Regions from separate parts of the Mus musculus genome. Here all the other regions are linked to region 1. Evidence: chromatin contacts called from public HiChIP or PLAC-seq and promoter capture Hi-C data. All regions are on one chromosome and are shown on one strand. Each heading gives the region's core, a stretch centred on a gene start, on an enhancer-like site or on the middle of the called end of the contact. The rest is flanking DNA. Distances are from core to core; before and after follow the strand shown.

Region 1 (4,283 bases), core at 615-3,114:
TGTGTACTTGTGTGGGTGTGAGTATGCCTTAGCATAGGTCAAAGAGCAAGCTGTTGGAGTCAGTCTTCTCCTTGCTTGTGTGGGTTCTGGGGACCCACCTCAGGCTCAGCAGCACACACCTTCACTTACCAAGCCATTTCATAGGCCTTCATTTCGTTCTTTGTTTTTGAGATGGGGTCTTGTTGTGTCTTAGGTGGCCTACCGTTCTCTCTGTGGCCAGATTAGCTTTGAACTCATGGCAATCTTCCTGGTTCAGCCTCCAGGATGGCAGTACCTGTAATCCCCGAACCCGGAAGACTGAAGCAGGAGGATCACTCAAAACCCCCTTACCCAAAACAAAACAAAAAACAGAAAAACCCCAACAAACAGAAACCTGAGTTCAAATCCCAGCACCCACATGGTAGCTCACAATCATCTGTAATGAGATCTGATGCCTTCTTCTGAGGTGTCTGAAAACAGCTACAGTGTACTTACATATAATAAATGAATAAATCTAAAAAATAATAACAATAATTTTCAGAAAGTGGCTACTCTTGCCAGCCTGGAGGCCATTCCTTCCTTAACGATGCTCAGCTGGGGTCCAAGAGGAAGGAACAGGAAGTGCTCCTGGAGCTTGGGCAGGAACCTGGGTCCTGCTGAGTGTGGCTGGGGTGTAGTTCACACTGTGACTCCCTGGGGCTTATAATTCCTGCACTGATGGGAAGAAAACTCAAGTCTTCTTGGGCCTCAGGGCTGGATTTTAAAGGACATGCCTGCTTCCCACATCTCCAATTTGCTCAAGGCAGACTTAACCTCACTCACGGTGTTGTTCACCCCCTCCACCTCGTAACTTCACATGTAGGTGAGGCCCTTGTCTGAGTGTGGAAAACATACAACGATGCTGAGATCTCAGGAGCCAGACAAATATGAAAGATTCTTATGTTATTATTTTTACTGGGCTTTTTGAGACAGGTTTTTTTCCTATGTAACCCCTGGCTATCCTGGGACTCTCTATGAGACCAGGCTGGCCTAGAACTCAAATAGATCCACATTTACCTGCCTCTGCCTCGATTCAAGGAGTGCTCAATGTCTGGGCCAAACATGAGGAAAACAAAACAGAAAGCAGATAAACAAATTACAACCAGCTGCTAACTGCTTGGTTTCCTTTCTTTTCTCTCTCTCTCTCTCTCTCTCTCTTTCTCTCTCTCTCTCTCTCCCCCTCTCTCTCCTTTATCTGTGTGGACTCAGGGACCTGGTGCTCCTGAACTGAACATTGCACTACCCTCCCACTCCCTATTTTAATAAATGACTTTTCCAGGGTTGGAACTGGGGTATTATGCATTTGAAAAGTCTGATGTTTTGTCCCTTGATTCCCCCCCCCCATTCGTGTTGGGTTTTAGGAATATATTGAACTAAAATACTGGTGTTGAGGTTGTTTTGCAACCTCCCCCCCCTTTTTTTTTAAAGGCAGGGCTCACTATGTAGCCCAGGCTGTCCCGGAACTCACTCTATAGACTAGGCTGGCCTCGAACTCAGATCTGCCTGTCTCTACCTCTTATGTGCTGGGATTAAAAGCGTGTGCGGCTGAATTCGCTCTGGTCGAGTGAACTATCTAGGAGTCCACAAACTCTTCCCCCTTCCTCAACCTAGGCCTCCATAGGATACTCCCGGCCTGCCGTCCTTAAGACCACTGCTCTCGGGGTCACTTCTACTCTCCGGGCCTCTGCGGCACCTCCTGCATTGCACAGTTCTCCAAGATGTGGAGACTCCTTGGTCTGCCGACCGCACGAAGGCGAAGGCACCCAAAGGTCTCAAGCAAGAGACTCAGGTCGTAAGGGGCGACCTGAGTGCCGCGCATGCGCACTCCGCCAGTGACCGGCGAGAGAAAGGGCTCGGACGCTCCAGGTTCACAAGTCGTGGAGGGCGCAGGAGAGCGAAAAAGCTTCCGCGTGCGGCTGGCGGGCGCAGGCGCTGGCGACTGCCTGCCGGACAAGGCACTGCCGGGGAGCTAGCGGCTGGTCGCCGCCCAGGGGTGGACCCTACGCGGCGGAAGGCGCGGCCCGGGCGCTGGCCCGATGGGGCGGGAGGGGCGGGCCGCTGCTGCGTCCCCGCCCTGTGCTCGGGCCGGGCGGGGAGGGTCCCGGGGCGTGCGGCCCGGCCGGTTGGTGAGACTGTCCGGGCAGACGCAGCGCCATGCGCGCCCCTTCTGCTAGGGCGCTACTGCTGATTCCGCGTCGGGGCCCTGCCGTGCGAGCGTGGGCCCCGGCCGTCTCCTCTCGGATATGGCTGGCTTCTGAATGGACCCCGCTCGTACGCGCGTGGACCTCTCTGATCCACAAGCCGGGTTCGGGCCTCCGCTTTCCCGCGCCCCTATCCGGGCTGCCTGGCGGCGTGGGGCAGTGGGCCACCTCCTCGGGGGCCCGCAGGTGCTGGGTGCTGGCAGGACCCCGCGCCGCACATCCCCTGTTCGCCAGGCTCCAGGGTGCAGCTGCCACCGGTGTGCGAGACCTTGGGAACGACTCGCAGCGGCGTCCCGCGGCGACCGGGCGCTCAGAAGTATGGAAGCTCCTAGGGCTGGTGCGCCCCGAGCGCGGGAGACTGTCAGGTAAGAACCTGGGGGTACTAGTGGGCCAGTGGGCGGCCGGTGGGCCTCGGCCTGGCCTTGGCCTTGACAAGGGCGATCAAGTCTGCTGACACCTGTTGGAAAGCTATGGATGCTGGCTGGCACTCCCCATCTGAGCCTATTACTAGAATATTTGGTCCCTATCAGCTTGTCAGCATCTGCTTTGGGGCATTCTCTGAATAAGTTAGAGTTTCCTCCTTTAAGAAAAAAAAAAAACAGGAGTTTTGCCAAAATCATGTCTACTTTATAGTATACATTTATAATAATAGTAGTAATAATAATAACATCGCTAGGGTTACACAGTATCAAGCAACCACCAAAATTTCCCAGAATGAAGTGGATCACTGTGAGCTTTGTGCTGGCTGTCACCTCCCTAAGTGGTGACTTGGTCAGGACCAGGCACTGGCCACAGCATAAAAGAACTAGACAGTAACTCAGCCGGATAGACAAATGGCTTTTAAAGAGAAATCAGAATTGGCTGGGTCTAAGTGACAATATTCTGTAACTCCCACATGTCTGGCAGTCGGTGCAGGCAAGGCTGGTTGGAGCAGAGCCATCCTGAGAGCTAGAGCTCTAAATCTCCATTCCTTCTGTGAATATGAACTGTGCCCTCCTCCTGTGGGTTCGATTACCTTGGGAAGCTGACATGGAGTCCTGCTCCTGGGAATCCCTGCTTAGCAGGCAGCGAAGTGTTTGGATCAGAGATGAAATGGGATAGGCATGAGGGTTTTGCAAAAAGGAAAGACTTTGCCACACAGTTCTTGAAACAGGCAGGACTTCAAATAGGTTGTTGGGTCCCTTGCTGTACAAATTACTCTCTTTGGGGGCTATTGGGCATGGAGCAGGTTGCCTGTGGAGCAAGGGCACAGGGGACTGCCATCTACGAGAATCAGGAAGTTGTTGTGACCTTAGTAAAAGAAGACAGATTTTACAATGGTTGTGGATTTCAATGGAAAAAGTCATTGTCTTCTTTGCTATCCTGTAAGCTTTTTTTTTCCCCTCTGTATTTTCCTTAATCTCTTTAAATGAATTATTTACTTTCATCATATGAACATTTATTTTTGTTTTATATTATGTGCCTGCATGTATGTCTGTGTGAGGATGTCAGATCCCCTGGAACTGGAGTTATAGACAGTTGTGAGCTGCCATGTGAGAGTAGTAGGGATTGAACCCTGAACTCTGGGTCCTCTGGAAGAGCAACCACTGCTCTTAACCACTGGACCATCTCTTCAGCCCCCTCCTCTGTGTTTTATTGAGACAGGTGTCATGTAGCCCAGGCTAGCCTCAAATTCATTATGTAGCCGAGGATGTCCTTGAACTCCTGATCTTCTTGACCATCTCCCAAGTGCTGGAATTATAAGTGTGAGCCACCAAACCCAGGTTTAAAAGATGTCCATGGGAAGTGGGGGAGGGCACAGGGAGGAGCAGACAGTGTGCACGGAGGAGCCTGAGACTCTGGGCAATTGTGTGCAGGCTGTGAGGGGCTGAGGCAGGCACCTAGGCTTCTGCTTCTGAAACTTAAGATCTCAAAGTTGTGGAGAATCAGGCTTTGCTGATGCCACCTAGCCCTTCCCTGTCTGCCTGTACCTGTCATGTCTGTGACCTGCCATCTGGCCCCACTTGTCCTGCCCTGCCAGCATGCTGTGGAGTCTGCATTAAGTAAGTCAGAACAGGAACCGGC
Region 2 (4,283 bases), core at 1,330-3,829, 880 kb before region 1:
GTGTGATTTTCTTACCTAACACTGCAGCAGTCCTCACCTCCCAAAAACTCAGATTTGGTGTCATCTTGTAGGAGCCTTCTCCAGTGCCCAAACCAACCAGATGTCTCGTCCCTCGACGCCAACAACATTTAGTGCATGCTTTAATCACTGCCCTGACTTACCCCACTTGACTCAACTATGTGTTGACATTTACTATTTCCTGTGCGCTTAGAGGCAAAGCAGTCTTTGGAACTGAGACTAAAACCTGGGAGCCTGCAGGTACTCCTAATGTTTGCAACATTAGCAATACCTTAACGTCACTGAAGTACTACAGATTAGACAGAGAGTATTGCACAGACAGAAAGAGTGTGGTGGAGGAAGTTAGGCAGCCTGAAGTTGCCTACCATGGTCACCAGCTGTGCAGTCACAAACATTAGCCAGGCCCACTGTTATGGGCTGCTGAGACAAGAGTGTACCACCACATGGTGGCACACACCTTTAATCCCAGCCCTCAGAGGCAGGCAGATCTCTTAGCAGAGTCTGAGGCCAAACTGGTGTACAGAGCACATTCCAGGCACCCTCAGCTACACAAAGTAAACTCTGTCTCAGGGGAAAAAAAAAAAAAAGAAAGCTGCTGTCCAGCCTCCAAAGTGGAAATGTTCATGACCAGTCACCTTACTTATTCACAGAAAGCTGATAACAATTTCATCATAAAAAAAAAAAAAAACCAACTCCTTTCATAAACACGTACAAGGAAAGTTCCAATCAACGCACAAACCCACTTAAAGGCCAAGAAGCTGGAGTTAGAGCTATCAGAACACTCTTCTTTTCCAATGTGCCTGCTTTAGAATAACAGGCTAAAGATGGTGAAGTCAATGACAGAGGTTCCAGCCATAGGCTTTAAGGCTACAGTTCAGATTAATCATAAATCTAAATTTTTTTATGGAACTTAAGAAGTTTGCCCACATTCCAAAAGTAGTTGTGCTAACCAAACCAAACCAAAAGCTGGGCAGTGGTAGTGTATGCCTTTAATCCCAGTACTTTGGAGGCAGAGGCAGAGGCAGGGGCAGGCGATTTCCGAGTTCGAGGCCAGCCTGGTCTACAGAGTGAGTTCCAGGACAGCCAGGGCTACACAGAGAAACCCTGTCTCAAAAAACCAAAAAGAAAAAAAAAAAAAAGAAAGAAAGAAAAGGAAAGGAAAGGAAAGGAAAGGAAAGGAAAGAAAAGAAAATGGTGTTAACTACTGGCATAGCATGGAAATACCCTTTGAAAGGCACTTTTGTCAAGAGTGGTGGTGTAGACTATAATCCTAGCTCTCTGGAGGTGAGGGCATGAGGAATGCAAGATCCAGAAAGCCTGGGGCTTCACAGCTAGTGCCAAAGCCAGAGAACAAACCAAGAAAATCTTGTTTCAAAAATAATTAATTAAGATTTTTTTTAACTCTCCCCCGAGGATGGAGAGATGGCACAAGGGTTAAGGGTCATTCCTTCAGCAACCACATTGGGGCAGCTCACAATCTGTAACTCAATTCCCAGAGCTGGCCTCTGATGCACCAGACACCTCGTGGTGCACATACACACATGCAGGTACACTCATACACATAAAAATAAGCAAATTCTCACCCCACCCCACCCGTAATTGTGCAAACCCACGGAGTGAAAGCACACGAAGTCTCCACCTTGATAATTGCTCGTGAATATTGTAAGTGACCAACACTCTGTTGGAAACCAAACGGGGCAAACCACCAGTTAAAACTAGAAGAGGAAGGAAGTGGGGGGCGGAAGGGGGTAGTGTAGAAGGTAAGTTGGACAGAAAACAGTGGCAATGGGTATCCTACTCAGAAACTTGTGCAAACATAACGAATAGAAGACAGTAATTTCCTGAGGTTCCAAGTAAGAGTTAAAAAAAAAAACTCTACGCGCATATTGTAGCCGAATATTTTTCTCTCTCAGGAATACTTAAGGTAGAGGGCTGGGGAGAAGGCGGGAGGTGGAGACCCAAAAGTCTTCTCGGGCTAGGTCAGGACTAAGATTACTACTCAACAGGCAGAACTCTAATGCTCCCCTCATGTTGTGTGCGGGGGCTCCCGGCCTGACGGGGAGAAGGGACAGAGGGACCGCCATCGATACAAACTTGTAAAAGCAGACGCGTTAACCGAGGCGCAGACACATGGTTGCCGTGGATACCAAGCCACGTACCCAACTGGGTTAGGACCCGCTCTTTAAGACAAGCAAGGGTCGTGGGCTGGGGACATAGGGATCGGGGAGGGACTGTCCTTCCCGCGACGTTGCCCTGGGCCTTGGTCCTCCCAGGCGCCTACCGCATAGAGGAGCACACTGCTAGGGCTGGCCGAGCCGACCGAGAATCGGGAGCTGGAGGAGCTAGGAACGTCCATGGCGCGGCTGCCGTCCCTGGCGGGGCCTGGGCTGGTCTGCTACACGGCTGTAGTGCAGCCGCTGGGGGCGGTTCTTTCGCACGGGGCGGCTCCCGTCTGCCCAGGACAGTGGCACTCCGTACGGCCACTGCACGGGACCCCGGGCACCGCCATCTTAACCAGGCCCGAGGCCGCGCAGGGACCGTGACGCACGCGCAGAAGCCGCGCCGGAAGCGGAAGTGGTGGGCACTGGGCGGGATCTGGGGGGGTCTCCGTGCTGATTCCCATGGCGGCGGAGCACGATTCGGACTCCGTTGAGCCTCCTGGTTCGGAGGCACTCCTGGACGCCGTTCTGCGGACCCTCTACGACCTGGGTGAGCGTAGCTCCTGGGAGGAGGCGGCCAAAGACAGTGAAACGCATCCCGAGGCGGCGGGACCACGGCCCACGTGGTCTCCTGGAGCCATGTCCGCAAGCGCTACCCTCTCCGGGACCTTCTCCCCCACTTGTTGGCCGACCTTTTGCTCTCCTTCTCACTGTGCAGGAAAATAAAATCAGAGATGGTTACTAAAGGCAGGCCACTCGCAGAAGGACAGGCACTGGCAGGCAGAAGAGCTCACGTTGATTGCCTGACTTTTAGAACCAGACACGTAACAAACGCTGTATTGTTTTTATTTTGGAGCGGTTGCTCAAAATTCCAAGCTCACTTACACGATTAAAAAGCAAAAGCAAGCTGAGAACTTGGAAGAACGTACCAGGTGTACATGTACATGCATTTTTGTGTGTTTCCCTCATTAACTGTCAGAGCAACCCATATATGTACACACATCTTCATAAAGGTCCTCCTTAAGAGCTCGAGTCTCAAGGTCTAGGGCCTGATGTCACATTCTGCGCTGTGTTAGGTTCTTTGTGTCCACCGACAACACTTGGCCTCCGACTTTCACAAGTTTGTTTGTTTGGGTTTTTTTTTTTTTTTTCTTTTTGGTTTTTCAAGACAGGGTTTCTCTGTGTAGCCCTGGCTGTCCTGGAACTCACTCTGTAGACCAGGCTGGCCTCGAACTCAGAAATCCGCCTGCCTCTGTCTCCCAAGTGCTGGGATTAAAGTCGTGCGCCGCCGCCACCACCACCACCTGGCTGACTTTCACAAGTTTTAAGACTAATTTTTAAAATCCTAGATACAGTTGATATTCACACATGCAGGAATTCATTACGGTAGTTACTTCCCAGCTACCTGGACTTTACCTATTCATTTTTATATCTATACTGGCAGAGTTACATTGGCCACAAGTACACAGCTAGTATTCAGAAAGCTCCTGGGCCCATACTGTAGGTCAGTACTGAGGCTTAGACGCCTGATTGAAATTTCAGATCACTGTTGAGAGTCTGAGCAGAAGAAACAAACTGAAGATGAGAAATAGAGTAGAAAGTAAAGGTATTCAAATTAAAGCAATTAAAGTTTAGCTGGATTCCCTTTAAATCCAAAACCGAAGGAAAACAAGAAGAACCCGGACATGTACCTGTAACCCTGCAGTGTGGTAAAAAGACATGCTAGTATAGAGGCAAATGCTTTTAACATGGTCCTGGGAACTATGACGTTGATGGCACCGGGTGTGAGGACTAGCGTAATTGTATTACTAAGGGTCAGAGGTGTATGCAGCTATCTGGGAAGGAAGGCAGGATTTTGATTTCTGAAAGTGTTGCCTGTGTTTGTGGTTTCCGGTTACTTTATTTATTTATGTATGTGCGGGTGTGTGTCAACCCCGCCATATGCAGTGAGAAAACACCTCCCACAGGAGTGAGTTCTCTCCTTCCACCGTGTGGGTCCTGGAGATCATGAAGTCATGAGACCTGGCCCTAAGCACTTCGTTTCTTTGTGTACATGAGTGGATGCCTGTGTCTGGGCCCCATGCAAAGTGGCATTCCTTCAGTATT
Region 3 (4,283 bases), core at 1,332-3,831, 740 kb before region 1:
ATTTCGTTACAGATGGTTGTGAGCCACCATGTGGTTGCTAAGATTTGAACTCGGGACCTTTGGAAGAGCAGTCGGCGCTCTTAACCACTGAGCCATCTCACCAGCCCTGTAAGGCATTACTTTCAATTCCAATTTCATTTTTACCATTTCTTAAAAGTTAATCTCTCTAACACACTTCGGCTGACAGGCTGTGGTGTAGACTGTGGCTGTGGATCTGGAGGTAAGTGTTCAACAAAGTTCCTGTCCTAGCTTCTGAGAACTCCAGGAGGGCAAAGATCAGGGTGCAGTGTTAGCAACCTAAGCCCGGCCTTTTCTCCAATGAGATCAAGAGCTTGGAATAAAATGTTCTCCCTCTGCTACCACAGACACAGCAGCGTGCTGCTACACTGTGTGCACAGGCTTGGGTTGTGCAGCCTGGGCCTACGTCACCCAAATCAAGACTCCCTCAGCTTCCAAATGACTTCCTCTCAGACTCCTCTACCGTGAGGGGAAGAATTAGAACTGGGTTAAATCACATCAAATCACAGGTTATTAGACAACCCGTGGACATGGACATGGGAACAGTATTAGTTTCAAAGTTGCACCAATGCTACCATTCACTGGAAAAAAAAAAAAAAGAGTGGCTTCCATTCCAAGTGAACACTGAAAGGCCGACAGGAACAGAAATCACAGGCAGACCAGGATCACCTTTTAGTCACACCAAACCTAGAAAAAGTCAAGTGCATCGGAGAATTGTAACCCTGTACAACATAACAAAGCAGACTCCTGTCCCCGGGAAGACACCACTGTGAGGAACACCACGCCTCTCCAGTTACCAGTGAACTGGTAGTTGTGCTACCCTCTCAAATGTCAATCTCTAGCTGGGCAGTGGTGGCACACGCCTTTAATCCCAGCACTTGGGAGGCAGAGGCAGGCGGATTTCTGAGTTCAAGGCCAGCCTGGTCTACAGAGTGAGTTCCAGGACAGCCAGGGCTACACAGAGAAACCCTATCTCGAAAAACTTAAAAAAAAAAAAAAAAAAGTCAATCTCTCTGTCAAAATGGAGGCATAGAGGCTAACATTTTTTCAATTACCTGTGAGTTAAGAGCAAGCACTCTTAGATGTCGAGCCCAGGACGGAGGCTCTTCCCAGATCCCCTTTTTCTGCACAGATGTGGAGGTTATATCTCTTCCCCCAAGCCCAGAGATGCACCATTAGTGCCAAGAGAAACTGTTAAAATGGCAAGTCCCTCTCTGTCTTTTAAAAGCTAGCTAAATCCCACTTCTGGACAGTATCCCAAATGTCAGGACAAGGAGGCAGACAAATTTGGAAGCAGGAGGGGAAAGACCAGCATCAGGAAACACAAAACTCCTCCTATTCCTTCGGTATCACTTATCAGCCAGATGTTCGTGCTGTAGATGCGACAGGACAAGAGCTCTCCTTCCCCAGAACTTCATGGGCTCCAAGAAGCTAATCACCTGGAGCCACTCACAATCCTCTAACCTCAGGGACCTGACAGTTTAGAAGGCTAAGACAGCATGCCATCTTGCCATCTGAAGACTGTTACAATGAGAGGCAGTGACCTCTACCCAAAGAACCTCCTTCTACTACCCTGTGTCCATCCATCCTCACATAGGGAGCACGCTGACTTCCTCCATCAGTGGACCTGATGAATCAGTGAGTCCTTTCCCACCAGAACTCTCTCCACTGCTTCCTCCTGCCTTCACTTAAGAGTATAAAGAGGAAACACACAGAGAGACATTCATTCTCTCCCTCCCTCTCTTTCTGTTCTGGACCTCCTGCCTCCATCTCCCAATTGCAGGGATTACAGGCGTGGTGCTGGAGCCGGAATCTAAGGCTGCCCTACATGGCGAGCAACATCCCCGGCCGTGGTAAATGCTTTCCATTTCGGTTAAATTGTTGTATTATTTACTATTAAATTGACAAGTACCCCGATAAGACACAGTTTTCTTCTAAGAACTCTCTACAGTACCAGACCTCAAATACTGCTTCCATCTCCTCAGGATCAACAAGAGAATGACACGCTTCCTGCTACAATTCCTATTTCCTTAGTGAATCACATCTCTCTCCATCACTCGTTTATTCGCTTGAGACACACACTCTCTCTCTCTCTCTCTCTCTCTCTCTCTCGCGGCAATCGAGGCTGGAGTCCAACTCGTGATTCTCCTCCTGCCTGGCATGCGAGTGGAGTGCTGGAGTCATAGAAATGCGCCACCACTCCTGGGTGCCACAAGTCTTAGAACATCTATGGCCTAGGCAGTCTTCAAGCACATCCTTGCTTTCTCTTTCACACCATCACAAGGACCACTCCTCCCCCACGTGCTCAAGCTCCCAGGCCTCGCCCCGGACCACAGCAAGTTCGGATCCGCCTTCCTAGCCGCGCCCCGCCCCCCGGCGCGCTCACGCAGATGGTTATCTTGAGCACGCCGTGGCTGTAGTCCCGGTACAGCTCCTGAGCCTCTCGGTTGCACTCGATACAACGATACAGGCAAGAGGAAGAAGTCGCCGCTGCGCCTTCCGTGCCTTTCCCGGACCGCGTCCCCCTACGCCCGCCGGTCCCCATGGCCACTCTAGGGCTCCTGCTTCCGGCCGCTGGCGGAAGACGCCTGGACTGGCCTTGGGAGGGGCACCCAAGGGCTTACTGGGACTTGTAGTCCAAGCGCTGAATGAGTGCTTGAGGCTAACAGGGCGAGGACTACAACTCCCAGCGGGTACTGCGGCTGCGCGCCGCGCCCACCTGCCCGCGGCGGGCAGAGCAGGGCCGCGCCTGCGCCGTGCGGGAAGATGGCACCTGCCGGCTGCGGCTGCGGCTGCTCGGGCAGCTTGGGTGCTGCGGTGGTGCGGCCGCTGCTCCTGCTGCTGGGGGCGCTGGCCTGCGCGCGGGCCACCGAGCACTACTCTCCGCTGTCCTTGCTGAAGCAGGAGCTTCAGCACCGGCAGCAGCAGGAGGCCCCGGCGGGCGGCGGCTGTCCGCAGTCGGGGGACTGGGCGGACCAGTACCCGGAGTGCGGTGAGTGGGCCGAGCCGCCCTCTCCCTGGGCCGCCCCTGCCCAGCGTGGAAGCATCTGGGAAGTGGGGGCACCGGGGATGGGCTCAGGTGGGCGGCGGGGATAAGGACCTGCCTGGAGGGTGCCTGCTGGCGTGCACGGGCCAGGAAGTCAGACTTCTTTCTGCTTGCTCCGGTAGGTGATTTGCCCGATCCCCACCTCAGGAATCCAATCTTGAGAGGTGCAAGCAGGTTGGATTTGCGGGGTGACATGAGCACTGACCCGTGCTCCTCAGATGTACCCCCAACGGTAGAGAGAGAGCTTCAGGCCTGATTCCTGCGTGCATTCCAGCTGCTCAGGCTCATTCATTGGTCAGGCTCTGGGCAAAATGCACATGCTCTTTCTGTTTTGAGTTGTACAGTGGGCGTTTTTACCCATCAGTACCCTCTCCACTCTCCCTTCCCCTCAGTGGGTGTCCCTCCGACTTGCCGTGGGGAAGGTCTGGGTCTTCTATACCTAGTAGCAGCTGGCTGATAATGCCTTTTAAAACATCCCACCAATGTTCAGCACCATATGCCTACCCAAACACTACCTAGTTTCTTAGCTGAGATGCAGTCTCAAGATTAGTGCAATCTGACTTCCTTTGAGCACCATCTGACTTCTTGGAATGGCTTTTGGACTTATTTTGTGTCTTGGCTTTGCCTCCCAACACTGTTGCAGCTGATGTGGCCAGCATTCCTTAGTGAATCGAATGACCATTGTTAATGTCACCTCCTGATTCAGGGCAGGGGGTTACCTGTCTGTGAACTTGTCTGTAAATAGGAGACTCCGTTTACTTGACTATGAGGTTTTGTTTTTGAGAAAGGGTCTCTCTGAGCCCAGGCTGGCCTTGAACTTGCATTTACCACGATCCTTCTCTACAAACCCTCCAAGTTGGGCTTACAAGTGTGAGCTTCCATGCTCAACTTTACAGACAGATTTTGTCTTAACCACCAAAGGCTCTTAGTAGGAAATGCCTCTCTTCTGTTTGTCCCAATCCTGGACGATTACATGGAAGTTGGACTCTGTGACGCTTACCTCAGGCACCTGTCCTAGACTGTGGGGACAAATTCAGGACAGGCAAGTAAGCGTGTCATAGCCGAGGGGCTATTCTCATCAGTATTTACAGCCCCCATACCACCAACACAATGGTCTGCTCTAGATATCCAGAACCTCTCAGGTCTCACAAATCAGACAGGTCTGACCTCACCACGAGGGCACCTTTGGAATACCGTGGTCACTTTCTTACCTGCCCAC
Region 4 (4,283 bases), core at 1,305-3,804, 680 kb before region 1:
AGTGCAGCCACTGGATCATTTTGCATCTCTCTCTCTCTCTCTCTCTCTCTCTCTCTGTCGTCCATTTGTGTCTTCACAGTGTCTCTGCCTCCACTTCTTCGGTGTTCCCTGAGCCTCAAACGGGGAAGGTTAATACAGGTGATTCATCCGTAGCTGAGCACTCGCAGTTCAGGAACACTTCTTCAAGCATCGTCTGTGTTATTAAGAGTGGGTAGCAGAGATAAAACCAGGAGCTTAGGGCCAGTGTAAAGAAAACGTGTTCCAGTCCCGTTTAAATAACTGCAGTAATACCAGAAAGACAGCACCCCAGGTTTGCGGCTTACACCTTCTCATCCTGAAAGACGCAGCTGGCGTCGCATGGTTTTGCTTTTCTCCTTTCTTCAGTGTGTTTATTTATTTATTTCGAGTCATAATCTTCTACTGTAGGCCAAGCTGGCCTGGAACTTGCTGTACAGTTCAGTTTTGTTTCAAATGCATGATAATCCTCCTGCCTCAGCCTTCCCAAAGTAAGGATCACTGGTATGAACCACCATGCCTATTTTGTGGCTGGCACACACACACACACACACACACACACACACACACACACACACAATTGGAGACAAATTGTTATGTAATGTAGGCTAGCTTTGAACGGACTGAGAATGGATTTGAACATCTGATCCTCTTTCCTCGACCTCACACAAGTACTGGGATCTCATCTGTGAACCATGCTTGGATTTCAGGGCACTAGGGATGGAACTCATCTTTGTGCATGCTACTCAAGCACTTTATAAACTGAGCCACATCCCCAGTACCTGATAACAGTCTTGGTGGTTGTACTGGCTGGCTCTATGTGTCAACTTGACACAAGCTAGAGTCATCAGAGTCAGAGGAGCCCTGTTTGAGGGAATGCCTCCATGAGAACCAGCTATGAGGCATTTTCTCAATTAGTGATCAAGGCGGGGAGAGCCCAGCCCATGGTGGGTGGTGCCATCCCTGGGCTGGTGGTCCTGGGTTCTATAAGAAAGCAAGCTGAGCAAGCCAGGGGAAGCAAGCCAGTAAGCAGCACCCCAACATGGCCTCTGCATCAGCTCCTGCCTCCAAGTTCCTGCCCTGTGGGAGTTCCTATCCTGACTTCCTTTGGTGATGAACAGCGATTGGGAAGTGTAAACTGAATGAACCCTCTACTCCACAACTTGCTTTTTGCTCATGGTGTTTTGTTGTAGCAATGGAAACCATAACTAAGACAGTGGTGATATATTTTATTAGAGCCTGACACATTTGTGACATTCCATTTATATCAGGGAATTCAAGTTATTTCTGCACTTGCCTTTAGTGTTAGACAAGGGCTACTTTAGAGACAACTAAGCCACGGTTGGTATTTAGTTGCTTTTCAGAATAGGACACCATGCTTACCTGAGACCTGTTAGTCTTGTGAAAATCAGGGAGTGGGATGGGGCCACAAACATCCCACAGCCCTGTCTTAAACTTTAATCGTGTGGTCTCAGCAGCAAGCCTGACCCCTTTGGGGATACATCTGCTTCCCTGTGGGAACTTTCCATCCTCTTCAGTTTGTTTGTAGTCAGCAAACCTCCCGGAGTTCTTATGATTTCTGAGATTCCAGGATTAGCTTGGCCATTTTTGGAAGTTTAAGCTTTTGGGTTGTCCCCTCACTTAAACTGATGGAATACAGGCTCCTTACGCTGACCAGCGTCTGCTGCTGACTAGAGTTCTTTAATTCCTGCTTAGGATTTTTTTTTAAAGAGTGATTTTTAAAGACAGAGTCCTGAGATTTAATAGACTGGTGTGTGTGTGTCTGTGTGTGTGTGTGTGTGTGTGTGTGTGTGTGTGTGTGTGTACTGCTGCCTCACAGTGGCAAGCATCAGAAAGCAAGGGCTTTGAGGGTTTGAAGAGGCCTTGGTGTGTAGCTCTTCTGAGAGGGGGTACTTCGCTCACACTGCATGCTTTTAGCAGGGGTCTTTCTTTCTGTGGGGATAATGGTACCATATAACCCAGGTTGGCCTTGAATTTGCCGTGAGTCTCCCGCCTAGGCCAAAACAGTGCTAGTATCCCACGCTGATGCTTCCATGCCAGGCTTAGAAGAAGTTCCACGGGCGGGAATCCAACCTCCTGGTTGACAACTGGTGGGTCAGTGCCCTAGCCTAGCCCCCGGCTCAGTGTGGTGGATCGCCCAGCGAACAGAGCGCAAACCTGAAAAAGCAATGAATGCCTGAGAGCGCAAAGGAGAGAGGATGATTGAAAGCCAGGTTGGGCACGTGCAGGAGGAAGTTTCCTTTGTCATCAGTGCCACGTGGCGCCATGGCGGTCTTCGCCCTGAGTTAACCCCTGTGGTCATCTCCAATCTCGGCGGCGCTTGTATGGGGGACTCTGTAGCAGCCCCAGAGATGCCCTAGGGTCCCGGAAAGCGTCCTATGGAGGAGAAATTGAAGGGCCATAACAGGAGGAGCTCGGGGGCGGGGCTCCAGTGGGGGCGGGGCTCCAGATGGAGGCGGGGCTTCAAGTGCCGACCGGGCTCAGGGACGATTAGTGGTCCCGACCGGTACCAGATGGGGCGTAGGCGGCCCGTACGAAGGGTGTCCCGGGAAGGTCTGGGGGCGGTGCTCAGCCAGGGGCGGAGGAGGAGGGCTCAGCGGGTGGGGTAGGGACGGCGCTCCGGGAGGAGACGGAGGCGGAGCCCCGGGGCGGGGCGCGGGCGGACCGGGAGGCGGCGCTCCGACCGGGACGCGCGGGCCGGGTATGGCGTCGATGGCGGCGGCGATCGCGGCCTCGCGTTCGGCCGTCATGAGCGGGAACCGGCCGCTGGACGACCGGGAGCGGAAGCGCTTCACCTACTTCTCATCGCTGAGCCCCATGGCCAGGAAGATCATGCAGGACAAGGAGAAGATCCGGGAGAAGTACGGGCCCGAGTGGGCGCGGCTGCCGCCCGCGCAGCAGGACGAAATCATCGACCGCTGCCTGGTGGGGCCTCGCGCCCCGGCGGCCGCCGCCGATGCGGGGGACGTGCGGGACCCGGCGCGCTTCCCTGGCCTGCGCGGGCCCACGGGCCAGAAGCTGGTGCGCTTCGGCGACGAGGTGGGTGCGGCGGGACGGGCCACCCAGGGCGGAGTGGCCGGCGAGGGGGAGTTCAGAAATCTCCCGGAGAAGGGACCTTTAAAGACAAAGTGGGAACAGTAGAGAGGAAACCAGCGAGCCTGGATGAGTGTACGACGTACAGCCTCAGTTTTCTGATGTGAAACAGGAAAAATGTCTATAGTTCCTGATCACTCAGTGGCCGGCATGTGTTAAGTATAAGGACCTCAGTGGGGAAGGTGGGACTGCCAGGCACCGCTGCCCTGGGGTACGTCCCTGGTAGACTACAATGGAGAGAGTGTGTTTGGGTTTGACATGTGAGCCCCGGTTCCCACCCAAACACAGAGTAAGTTTAGATGCCTCCAGCAAGCCTGATTATCTAGCCTGGGCTCTAGACACTGGGGGAAGAGAAAATAACTACTTAGAATTGCTCCCGGCTGACCTTGCTCTTGAGGCCCAGGAGTCTGCACTATTCAGAAACCTGGTGGTTTACCAAGAGATGGTTTCCCTGAAGCCCTTTGTGCCACCAGAGTATGGACTTGGTACCTCAGGGACTCAACTTTGTTTTGGAGGACAAAATCGGTAGCAGCTAGAGTTCTGAACGTCCATTTAGGTGGAGGCAGGGAGGAGAAGCTAGGAGAGTTTTGTTGTTGTTGTTGCTGCTGTTGTTTTTCTGTTGGAGAAGTTGTGCCAGGCGGAGGGAATACCAGTTAAGGATGAGATTTCAATCAGGTTTTTTCAGGCCAGGTATCCGTCAGTGTTTGTTACTACAGAACGCTTGTGGTCACGAACCCACTTTCCTGCCAGGGAATTGTGAAGGCAGAGAGCTAGCTATCCGCCAACACTGCCTTCTGCTCCCCATCCCATTTGAAACTCTTGTGGGCTTTGCCAGGAAAAACAAGGGTGTGGTGGGAGATGAAAATATAAGTCTTAAAATATATTCCTGGAGCTGAGGCATTTCATTGTGAAAAATATGCACCTCCATAAAGACGTGGACGGAGTTCGTGCTTGGATCCGGGTGATGAGTAGGCAGGCAGTTCCTCTTTGGCAGTGTCTTAGGTAAATAAATCTGAGAGGAAGCCGCCCTGTCCGCACTTAACAGATGCTGGAGACTGGATGTCACTGGATGTCACTCGCCCTGAGTATATCAAAAAGCCAAGCCATGTTGGAGCCAGGGTCATTGATAAGGAGAGATGTGACCAGTTTTCTTT
Region 5 (4,283 bases), core at 945-3,444, 580 kb after region 1:
ACTTGACAGAGTAGCCTGCTGGTGTGAGCAGTTGGGTGCCCACCTCTTGGGATTCCCAGGAGCCATTTTTAGGTCAGTCCCACACCGCTTGTGCAAATGGGTAGGCCCCTCCTGCAAGATGCACATTCTACAATTCTGCTCCATGTGCTGAGGAAGGGTCTCACTTCCTTAAGCTGCCTACTGCATGGCTATGGCTGGGTTTTCATGGCCACAAATCCTCTTATCAGAAGCTTCCACCAAGAGTAGTTGCTCCCCCTTAGCTCTTGTTTGTCATTTTTTTTTTTTTTTTTTTTTTTTTTTTTTTTTTTTTGAGACAGGGTTTCTCTGTATAGCCCTGGCCGTCACTGGAACTCACTCTGAAGACCAGGCTGGCCTCGAACTCAGAAATCCACCTGCCTCTGCCTCCCAAGTGCTGGAATTAAAGGCATGCGCCACCACCGCCCGGCTTGTCTGTCATTCTTTTAACTTAGAGACTTCATGTCTGTCCCAGCAGGAGAGCCCAGGCTGAATGAGCTGAAGGGCTGAGCAGGAGTTGCCTTGTAGGTGGGGAGAGGTGAAGCTCTTCAGGAGCCTGTGGTCTGACCCTTGCTCAGGGCTAGAGTTCCCATCCCTGTCTCCTCCACTTCCCGTAGCTGCCCTGGGTGAGCCCTGCAGTCACAGTTACCCTTTCTCCTGGCCCCAGGCACTCTGGGTTTCTATTTTAAAGCTCATCCTGTCGACCCTTAGACAAATGGAGATCAGGAAGGGATGAGTACCTGTGGTCTCACAGGATGCAGGCCACTGGATATCACTGTCACCCTCTGCCCAGCGCCCTCTGATCACCAGGAGCACAGCAGCACCTCCTTGAGTGTCATGCGGAGCTCCTGGCTGCGGAAAGCATAGATGAGGGGGTCAACAGTGGAGCTGAGGACGATGAGGAGGAGGAAGAGGTTGAAGTTCTTGAAGATGCAGCTGCAGGTGGGGTGCTGAGGGCAGAGGACGATGAGCAAGAGATGCAGGAAGAAGGGGCCCCAGCACAGGAAGAAAATCCCCAGAAGGATAGTAAGGGTGGCAGCACCCTTGAGGCAGAAGCCTTGGCGGATGGACCGCCGCCTTTTGTGGAGCTGGGCAATGCCCTGAGCGTGCTGGCACGCTCTCGTGAACATGTGGGCATACAGAATCGCCATGAGTGCCAGCATGGCTAGAAAGAAAGTGACGAGGCAGAGCAGAACGGCTGTGTGCTTGTAGTAGGTGATAAAGAGGGTGCTGGAGACGATGCTGACCATCCAGATGCCCACGACAGCCCGTCGTGCTCTGGGCAGCGTCACGATGCTGTGATAACGCAGCGCATAGAAGATGGAGATGTAGCGGTCTATAGCAATGATGCCCAGGAAGCAGAGACTGGACACCATGGAGCCACAGATGAGCACGTCAATGAGGTTGTCCAGCTGCTGCACCAAAGCCACTCTGGCCACCAGGATGCCCGCCTCCAGCAGCAGGATGATAGTAGTCTCCAGCACGATGCTGACACTTACCATCAGGTCAGACAGGGCCAGGCAGCAGATGAAGTAATACATGGGCGAGTGCAGGTTGCGGTTTTTGGTGATGGCTATCACAACCAGCACATTCTCCACCAGACTCACCAGCCCTAGGCTGAGGAAGAGGCCATCTGGGATGGACACATACAGGCACCAAGGCTCTGACTGGTTGGTGGCCAGTCCAAGGTGAGAGGTGGCATTGGAGTTGAGAGAACCCAGAAGACTCTTCTGGGGCTCCTGAGTGGACATAGTCTTGTCAGGAAGTAGGAAGCGGTCTGTGGAGGCTGCAGCTCCAGGTGGTATCAGCCCCCAGCTTCTGATTCACTTCATGTTGTTGTCGGGGGTCTCTGACATCCCTCAGACCGGCCTCTTTCCATACAGGCACGCTCCGATTTTCCTTTACACTTGTGTTCTTTCTGGCTGGACAGGCCAGCCTCGGCATGGCATAGACACTTCCTGCTGAGGACCCTGAGCTCTGCTCATGGACTCTCACTGCCAGTGTGAAGTAGCTTAGCCTTCTGCTGTTCTCCCTGTCTCTTCCCAAGTGGCTCAGGTAGAGACATGCCTAAACTCAACACCTCCAGACTTCTTGGTTACTTGCCTCTGATATATGTCTGGTTCCTTTCCCTCGCCAAGCCAGGGTAGACGGGACTCTGGAGAAGAAGGGAGCTTTTCTCTTAATCTTTTAACTCATCCCTGGAGCCCCTCCTCCTGAGGGTGGCCACATGATGGGCATGTGCCAGGGATGTGTAGTGCCCCAGGCTGCCTCTAGGGGGCAGAGGCAGCACCGAGAAACCGGAAAACTAGCTTTGGACTCCAACACAGGGTCTTGCCTCTCCCTTTTGTGTTCAAAGCCCCTGTGACTTACCAATCTCTTTCAGGCATTCAACCTCACTAGAACCTGCCCTGAGTGGCCCTACCTAAAGCTCCAAGCCCACTTCAAAAATCACTTTCCTGGGTTGTCTGAAACCTCCTTTCTCTCTCTCTCAGGCTGCGCTGCCTCAGGCAGCCACTGGGTGTGAATGAGGCACCCCTACCTCCCACCTTCATTCCCACTCTCCATTAGAAGTGTGCCAATGGCAGTGGCATTTCCACCTGAAGCTGAAGATGTGTTCATATAGCAGCAACTCAGCTACTGACTTCAAGGTAGCTTTAGGGGCTGGTCCAAGAACTTTGAGAATCAACAAGTAGAGGCAGGGCCAAGGCAGGAAAGAGCCCTATGCCAAGGGGCTCAGATGAGCTCTGGCAGAGCTGATGCTTAAGTCCCTCATGGGCCCAAGCTTGCTGAAGCCTCCCTTAACTACAGTTCTGGGTGTGGTAGGAAGCTGACTGACTAGAGGGGGCCCCGAGGCTATTGGCCAGCAAGCTTTGGTCAGTCACATCCCATCTTCTTAGTCTCACCCCCCACCCCTTCCCTTGAGGAGTCTCATTTCCGCTGTGGAGCACATGCTAGCCCTGGAGCCAGGAACCACATCAGGGCAGATCTGTCTCCAGCCTCTGTGGGCCAGCAGCTGGGCATGTGACTATTCATAGTGGTCAGGATAGCACGCAGTGGTGGTAGCAACCCACCCTTGGTTGCTGCTGGACTCTCTCCATGGTATCCAATGCTGTCTCAGTAGCACTGGATGGCCCCTTCTGCATACAGGTGAGGAGAGTAACTTAAGAAAGGCAGCAGAAGCTGGGCTGTGGTGGTGGCACACGCCTTTAATCCCAGCACTCGGGAGGCAGAGGCAGGCGGATTTCTAAGTTCGAGGCCAGCCTGGTCTACAGAGTGAGTTCCAGGACAGCCAGGGCTACATAGAGAAACCCTGTTTTGGAAAAAGAAAAAAAAAGAAAAGAAAGGCAGCAGGGGAGTGAGGCAGGGCTTCGCTGGAGGGCACTTTCAGTGTCTGTAACAGTCCCCTTAAGAGTCATTTCTGTTGTCTTGAGACAGGGTCTCACTATGTAACCTGAAATAGACCTGCCTCCCTCTGCTGCCAGAGTGCTGGCATCAAATGTGTGCTCGACCACGTTCAACTAGGAGTCAGTTCCTTCTTTGCCAACTCTGGCAACGTCTGCTCACAAGGTGGTTCCCAAGCCACAGAGCAACACTTAAAGCATACATTAACAGACGTTGGTCTTTACTCCTGCAATAAATGACAAATAGAAGTGACACCCTCTAAGTCAAACGTGGTCAGGTCTATTTTCCCGGATCGCTTGATAAGATACAACTTACAGCAGAGTTGTGTTGGGCCTCCCTGGGCCTCAGGACTATCCACTGTCTGTCTCAGAACCTCATAGAGAAAAGAATCCTCAGGCTTATACTTTGTTCACACTAAGGCACCTTGTTAGTTAGGTGATTAAAACATTCAGGTTGTGCAGCGTCCGCCATGTCGATGGCCCATGCTGGACATTTGGCAGCCTGTGGCCAGCCTCATCATGACTAGCTGTTGGTAGGTCCTGTATACCGTCTGGCAGACACACACATGTGCTTATGTGTATGACCCCGACCAGTACAACCCTGCAGACATGACACAGGTACTCTTCAGCTTTAGCAGATCTAGCCAAACCACCCTGCACACTGGTGGATGGTGGACCTGATTTACAAACTGTTCACACCCTCAGGTGTCCTGTGTCACAGGGACAGAGGAGGATATAGTGACTCTGGGTGGCCTGAGTGTCCCAAGCCTCCACGGAAGCCTGTAGAGGCAGGGCTGACACTGTCACATTCACCCAGCTGTCTGCCGCCTGCAACTTGTGCCTTATTCTGCTTCTAGTGGAGGTCTT
Region 6 (4,283 bases), core at 641-3,140, 540 kb before region 1:
CCTAATGTGTATCTGATATCCCATCCTTGTTAAAACAAAACAAAATAAAACAAAAAAAACAAAACTATGCCACTGAAAAATATGTTGAATAAAATACAAATGTACACATAAAATTTGGATAACAGGCACTCCTCCTGTCCTTTCTGCCACGAAACTAACTCATAAAACACTTCTTTGAAGGAAGCACAAATAATAAAGGGCCTTAATTTCTGGCTCCACCTAGAAAAACCAACATCACACACAATGGCTGTTCCATGTTGTTTCCTCTTCAATGGAAATGGCCACATCAGCAGAACTACAAACTGCGTGGCACACTCAGAGAGCTGACTGCATCAAAGAGCGTGGAGCAGTCCGGCCATTCCGTCCCAGGTTTGCTGATGTTGTCTCACTAACTACTCACATTGTGTGCCATCTCCTCACAGGCATCGCATCCAACAGAGGTATCACCTCAGTGTGAGTGAGGGAGACACAGGCAATGCCCAACCCTGAGGCAATGGCCCAGAACAGCTGCTGGCACAAGGCCTGCAGGAGGCCTGAGTTAAATGGTGAACAGTGAACACAGTAAGTTTTCTCACCTAAAGTAAAAACAGGCCACGATCCCCGGGCAAGCTTTCTTCCTCCAGACTCTTGTCCCTGTCATGTACCTTTGGCTCTTTTTTTTTAACCCTCTTTCCAAGGTATCCATAAGTCACAGGATGTAACAGGGGCTTTCTGAATCATTATTTCAAGCATCCCATTTGAACCTCATTTATTGGAGATGGCTCAGCAGTTAAGAGTGCTTACTACTTTAACAGAGGACCAGGGTTTGGCTCCCAGCACCCACAGGGCAGCTCACAAGCACCTGTAACTCCAGTTCTAGGGAACCCCACAGTCTTCTGGCCTCTGAGGGCTTCTGCACACACTGTGCACATAAACTCAGGAAGGCAGACACATACACACAAAAAAGCCTTTCACACATGGAAACCTACGTGGGCACAGTACAGAAGTCACATATAAATTAAAATCCAAACACCAAAACCTCAGCGCTTTCTTTGGCCATGTCAACTAAATGCAAATACCAGAACAGAGATAGGCCAATTAAGTCAGAGGGAAAAATTCGATTGTGAAAGGGGAGCAGGGTGCACACATGCAAACACAACACACACACACATACACACACACTCTATACAGTAAGACTTGGACTCGTTTGCTTAGTATTTTATGTGCCAAAGAGACAGAAAGAAATTCCTAACCTCGGAACCAGCTTTGAAATGGTCCCTCAAATCGCAACTATTAAATGGCACAAACTTTTAGCTCACAGTTGCCATTTCTGCCCTTAAGACAGGAGGATCGAGACCCGTCCGGGCTACAACTCAAAACCCTCCCTGTCTCGAGAAAGAAAGCGGGTGTAAATATGTTTGGGGTTGTTTTAAGTGACAACAGCGGAGAGGTACAACTAACAGGCTCAAAGCCTGCGCCGTTCGGAGGCTGTGCCTGCTCGGTGAAATGTTATCAGCCAAGTGTTTTCGGTTTAGATTTGTAAGCAGGGCCGCTGGGTTGCAGCGTGGCGAGGCTGTCAGGTTCCCACTTCTTAATGTCAGAGCGTTTTCAGCCTGGACACCCCTGCCACCTTCCATCCCACGTCCCTGACACCCGCCGGAGCCTCTGGGAACCACCGGGCCTCAGCGTCCGGCCAACTCAGCGGCGATCTGCCGGGTGCCCTCACCTTCATGAACTCGTCCTTATCGAAGCACAGCGTGTCCGGCCCCGTAGGCAGGTTCATCCTGCGTTTCTCCATCACGCCGGCCGCCGCCCCTCAAGGCCAAGACCGCAGGGGACGCGGCAGCCCAGCCCACCCCCAGCGTCCCAGCTCCACTTCCGCTTCCGCCAGTATGGCAGCAGCGAGCGACAGCCAATAGACGAGCGTCGCGGGCGGCTGCGCACTGTTGGTGATAAGAGCGGCGCCCTCGAGCCGGAAGCTCCCAGCCTGGCGCTACTGCCTCCGGGAGTCGAGCGTGGTACTGCAGCCTCACGCATGCACCGAGGCAGCTGGCCTGGGAGAAAAGTCAAGAACCAGGACAGCCTTGTTCTTTTCTCCTGGTGAGGAGAGAAAACGTCACTGCCCTTAAAGATGGTCAGAGGAAAGTGATCCCTTTGTATTTCAGTTTAGACCAAACAGGACACCATCCCTCTAACTGAATGTTGGGGTAAAATTCAGAGACCCTATCGCCTGAGCATGTGCTGGATAGGCTGGACTGCAGCCGATGTCCCTAACATGTTGGTTTGTGTGTAGCAAAGAAGTCTTGCTTTCTTGTTAATATTTTATTCTTATTACCAAATCTTTCACCCTCACAAGTTTAGGCAACGTGAACTCGCCATACGCTGACCATGCTCTAGTAACCCCCAGCCTGTCTCCAGGTCCTCTTTACCCAGGCTACCACCACCATCATAGCTGTCATGGGAAGATATTGTTAGAACACTTCACCAACACCTTATTTAGCGATTCCTCCTGTAAAAGATCAAACAAAGCCCTTCTTGCCAACTCAAAGTATTATCCTCGAACCTAACAAAGCGAACAGTTCTCTGCTGTTATTATTAGTCTGAGAGATGTGGCATTCAGCCTCTCGCTATAATTTCAGAGTGGCAAATTGGAGGTACCAAGGGAGGGACCCGAGGTGCTCGCCAAGAGAGAAACAAAGACTCCTGGGAAACCTGCCTGATTCCTAGAAGCTTGGGGCTAGAACTTGCTGTTCCCTTCTGATATTTTCCTCCATCCTTTATCAAAGAACCTGACTGTGTTCAGCCTAGTGTGCTAACCCTGGAATTGCTGCAAAGATTCAGTGGTGTACTGGCTGGCTTTGCGTGTCAAATTGACACAAGCTAGAGTCATCAGAGAGAAGAGAGTCTCAGCTGAGGAAATGCCTCCATGAGATCCAGCTGTAAGGCATTTTCTCAATTAGTGCTCTGTGAGGGAGGACCCAGCCCACTGTGGGTGGGGCCATCCCTGAGCTGGTGGTCCTGGGTTCATTAAGAAATCAGGCTGAGCAAGCCATGGGAAGCAAGCTAACAAGCAGCACCCTCCATGGTTTCTGTATCAGCTCCTGTTCTAGGTTCCTGCCCTGCTTGAGTTGCTGTCCTGACTTCCTCCAATGATGAACTGTGATCTGAAAGTGTAAGCCAGATAAACCTTTTCCTCCTCAACTTGCTTTTTGATCATTGTGTTTTGTTGAAGCCATAGAAACCCTAACTAAGACATGGTGTTTTGTTGCAGCCATAGTTAGCCTGGTACCCTAACTGAGACAAATTGGTACCGGGAATGGGGTATTGCTGTGACAGACCTGACTTCAGTGATGTTTTGGGGAGGATTGTGGGAGGACTTTGGAACTTTGTGCTAGAAGAATCATTGAATATTAAGAGCTCAGTGGAATGTTCTGTAGACGCTTGGAAGATAAGAATGGTGAAAGCAGGCAGAAGATGGAGGGGTCTGGCTGGTGAAGTTTCAGAAGGAAGTTTAAAGACTATCAGGGCTGTTGGCGACTTTGATTTAAGTCTATGGTTCTGGTTAGCTAGGGCTGAAGAATCAGCTATGATTAATAAGATACCAGAACTACCGAAGTGAAACCTTTCTGACTGGGACTATTGATGCTGGTTATCTGGAGTTAAGAAATCAGTGATGATTAAGAAGAGACCAGTATCCCTGAGGTGAAAGTTTTTGGGAAGCATTTTCTGAGAGCACAGAGAAGCTGTGTTCTAGAGGTGGCCAAGGTCGTACCGTACCTCATGCTGGCAGTTGGATTTGGTAATGTATAGGAGTCACTCAGGTGGTACTGGTTTTAAAGACATGAAGGGGTCATGGAGAGCAGCTGAGGCTTAGCATTGTGAGAGGCCAGGAGAGGCCATTATTGAAGGTGTAGCATCAGTGGCAGTTGAAGTTGAGACTTGGAACCATGAGGTACCAACAGGTTATTGGTCAAAATACAGCCCAGTTATAGCAGAGACCCCAGCATTTTGGAGATGCCAGTACCATGGAAGGACAACCAAGAACAGCAGCAGCAGTGGAGTGGAGCCAGCCAAAACCTACAAGACAGTGTGTGTGTGTGTGTGTGTGTGTGTGTGTGTGTGTGTGTGTTACAGAGGACAGAGCTGGAGGAGCTAACCAAGCCACTTGGGGGAGTCCAGAAAATCGTGATTGGATCCCAGACATGGTACAATTGGAGTTTAATTTTGCTTTGTTTTGATTATGACTGATTTTTTCCCCTTGAAGTAAGAAAGTGTTTTACTGGAGACCACAGTGGAGAGACTTG

What was found. Promoter capture Hi-C pulls out the DNA fragments that hold promoters and counts their contacts. HiChIP or PLAC-seq counts read pairs in DNA pulled down with a chosen protein or histone mark.
Region 2: an H3K27ac HiChIP or PLAC-seq map of extraembryonic endoderm stem cells shows a contact between it and region 1, with 4 times the contacts expected there. The contact joins the promoter of Gnpat here to the promoter of Abcb10 in region 1. A contact is called at or near these places in 1 of 39 promoter capture datasets (maxillary cranial neural crest) and 1 of 115 datasets of contacts at active chromatin or transcription factors (extraembryonic endoderm stem cells).
Region 3: an H3K4me3 HiChIP or PLAC-seq map of bone marrow-derived macrophages shows a contact between it and region 1, with 5 times the contacts expected there. The contact joins the promoter of Arv1 here to the promoter of Abcb10 in region 1. A contact is called at or near these places in 1 of 39 promoter capture datasets (liver), 1 of 484 Hi-C or Micro-C datasets (embryonic stem cells) and 3 of 115 datasets of contacts at active chromatin or transcription factors (bone marrow-derived macrophages, embryonic forebrain and embryonic stem cells).
Region 4: a contact with region 1 is called in an H3K4me3 HiChIP or PLAC-seq map of craniofacial prominence, with 4 times the contacts expected there. The contact joins the promoter of 2310022B05Rik here to the promoter of Abcb10 in region 1. A contact is called at or near these places in 1 of 39 promoter capture datasets (liver) and 2 of 115 datasets of contacts at active chromatin or transcription factors (craniofacial prominence and stem cell-derived neural progenitor cells).
Region 5: a promoter capture Hi-C map of neural stem cells shows a contact between it and region 1. The contact joins the promoter of Mc1r here to the promoter of Abcb10 in region 1. A contact is called at or near these places in 1 of 39 promoter capture datasets (neural stem cells) and 1 of 9 other capture datasets (liver).
Region 6: a contact with region 1 is called in a promoter capture Hi-C map of liver, with 2.7 times the contacts expected there. The contact joins the promoter of Cog2 here to the promoter of Abcb10 in region 1. A contact is called at or near these places in 3 of 39 promoter capture datasets (liver, pre-B cells and second pharyngeal arch cranial neural crest), 3 of 115 datasets of contacts at active chromatin or transcription factors (embryonic forebrain, embryonic midbrain and large pre-B cells) and 1 of 9 other capture datasets (adipose tissue).

Annotation. Positions count from the first base shown.
Region 1 is chr8:123,980,703-123,984,985 of GRCm38.p6, reverse strand. It overlaps Abcb10 (ATP-binding cassette, sub-family B (MDR/TAP), member 10), which reads left to right and starts at 1,864. Exons shown (of 13, transcript NM_019552.2): 1 at 1,864-2,584. The coding sequence starts at 2,173.
Region 2 is chr8:124,861,329-124,865,611 of GRCm38.p6, reverse strand. It overlaps Gnpat (glyceronephosphate O-acyltransferase), which reads right to left and starts at 2,579. Exons shown (of 16, transcript NM_010322.3): 1 at 2,300-2,579. The coding sequence starts at 2,374. It overlaps 2810004N23Rik (RIKEN cDNA 2810004N23 gene), which reads left to right and starts at 2,583. Exons shown (of 7, transcript NM_025615.2): 1 at 2,583-2,727. The coding sequence starts at 2,640.
Region 3 is chr8:124,720,464-124,724,746 of GRCm38.p6, reverse strand. It overlaps Arv1 (ARV1 homolog, fatty acid homeostasis modulator), which reads right to left and starts at 2,581. Exons shown (of 6, transcript NM_001368372.1): 1 at 2,405-2,581. The coding sequence starts at 2,563. It overlaps Ttc13 (tetratricopeptide repeat domain 13), which reads left to right and starts at 2,775. Exons shown (of 23, transcript NM_001373939.1): 1 at 2,775-3,010. The coding sequence starts at 2,785.
Region 4 is chr8:124,661,640-124,665,922 of GRCm38.p6, reverse strand. It overlaps 2310022B05Rik (RIKEN cDNA 2310022B05 gene), which reads left to right and starts at 2,554. Exons shown (of 4, transcript NM_175149.4): 1 at 2,554-3,075. The coding sequence starts at 2,740.
Region 5 is chr8:123,404,993-123,409,275 of GRCm38.p6, reverse strand. Mc1r (melanocortin 1 receptor) reads right to left here and starts at 2,194. Exons shown (of 1, transcript NM_008559.2): 1 at 1-2,194. The coding sequence starts at 1,766. The coding sequence ends at 819.
Region 6 is chr8:124,518,374-124,522,656 of GRCm38.p6, reverse strand. Cog2 (component of oligomeric golgi complex 2) reads right to left here and starts at 1,890. Exons shown (of 18, transcript NM_029746.3): 1 at 1,706-1,890. The coding sequence starts at 1,777.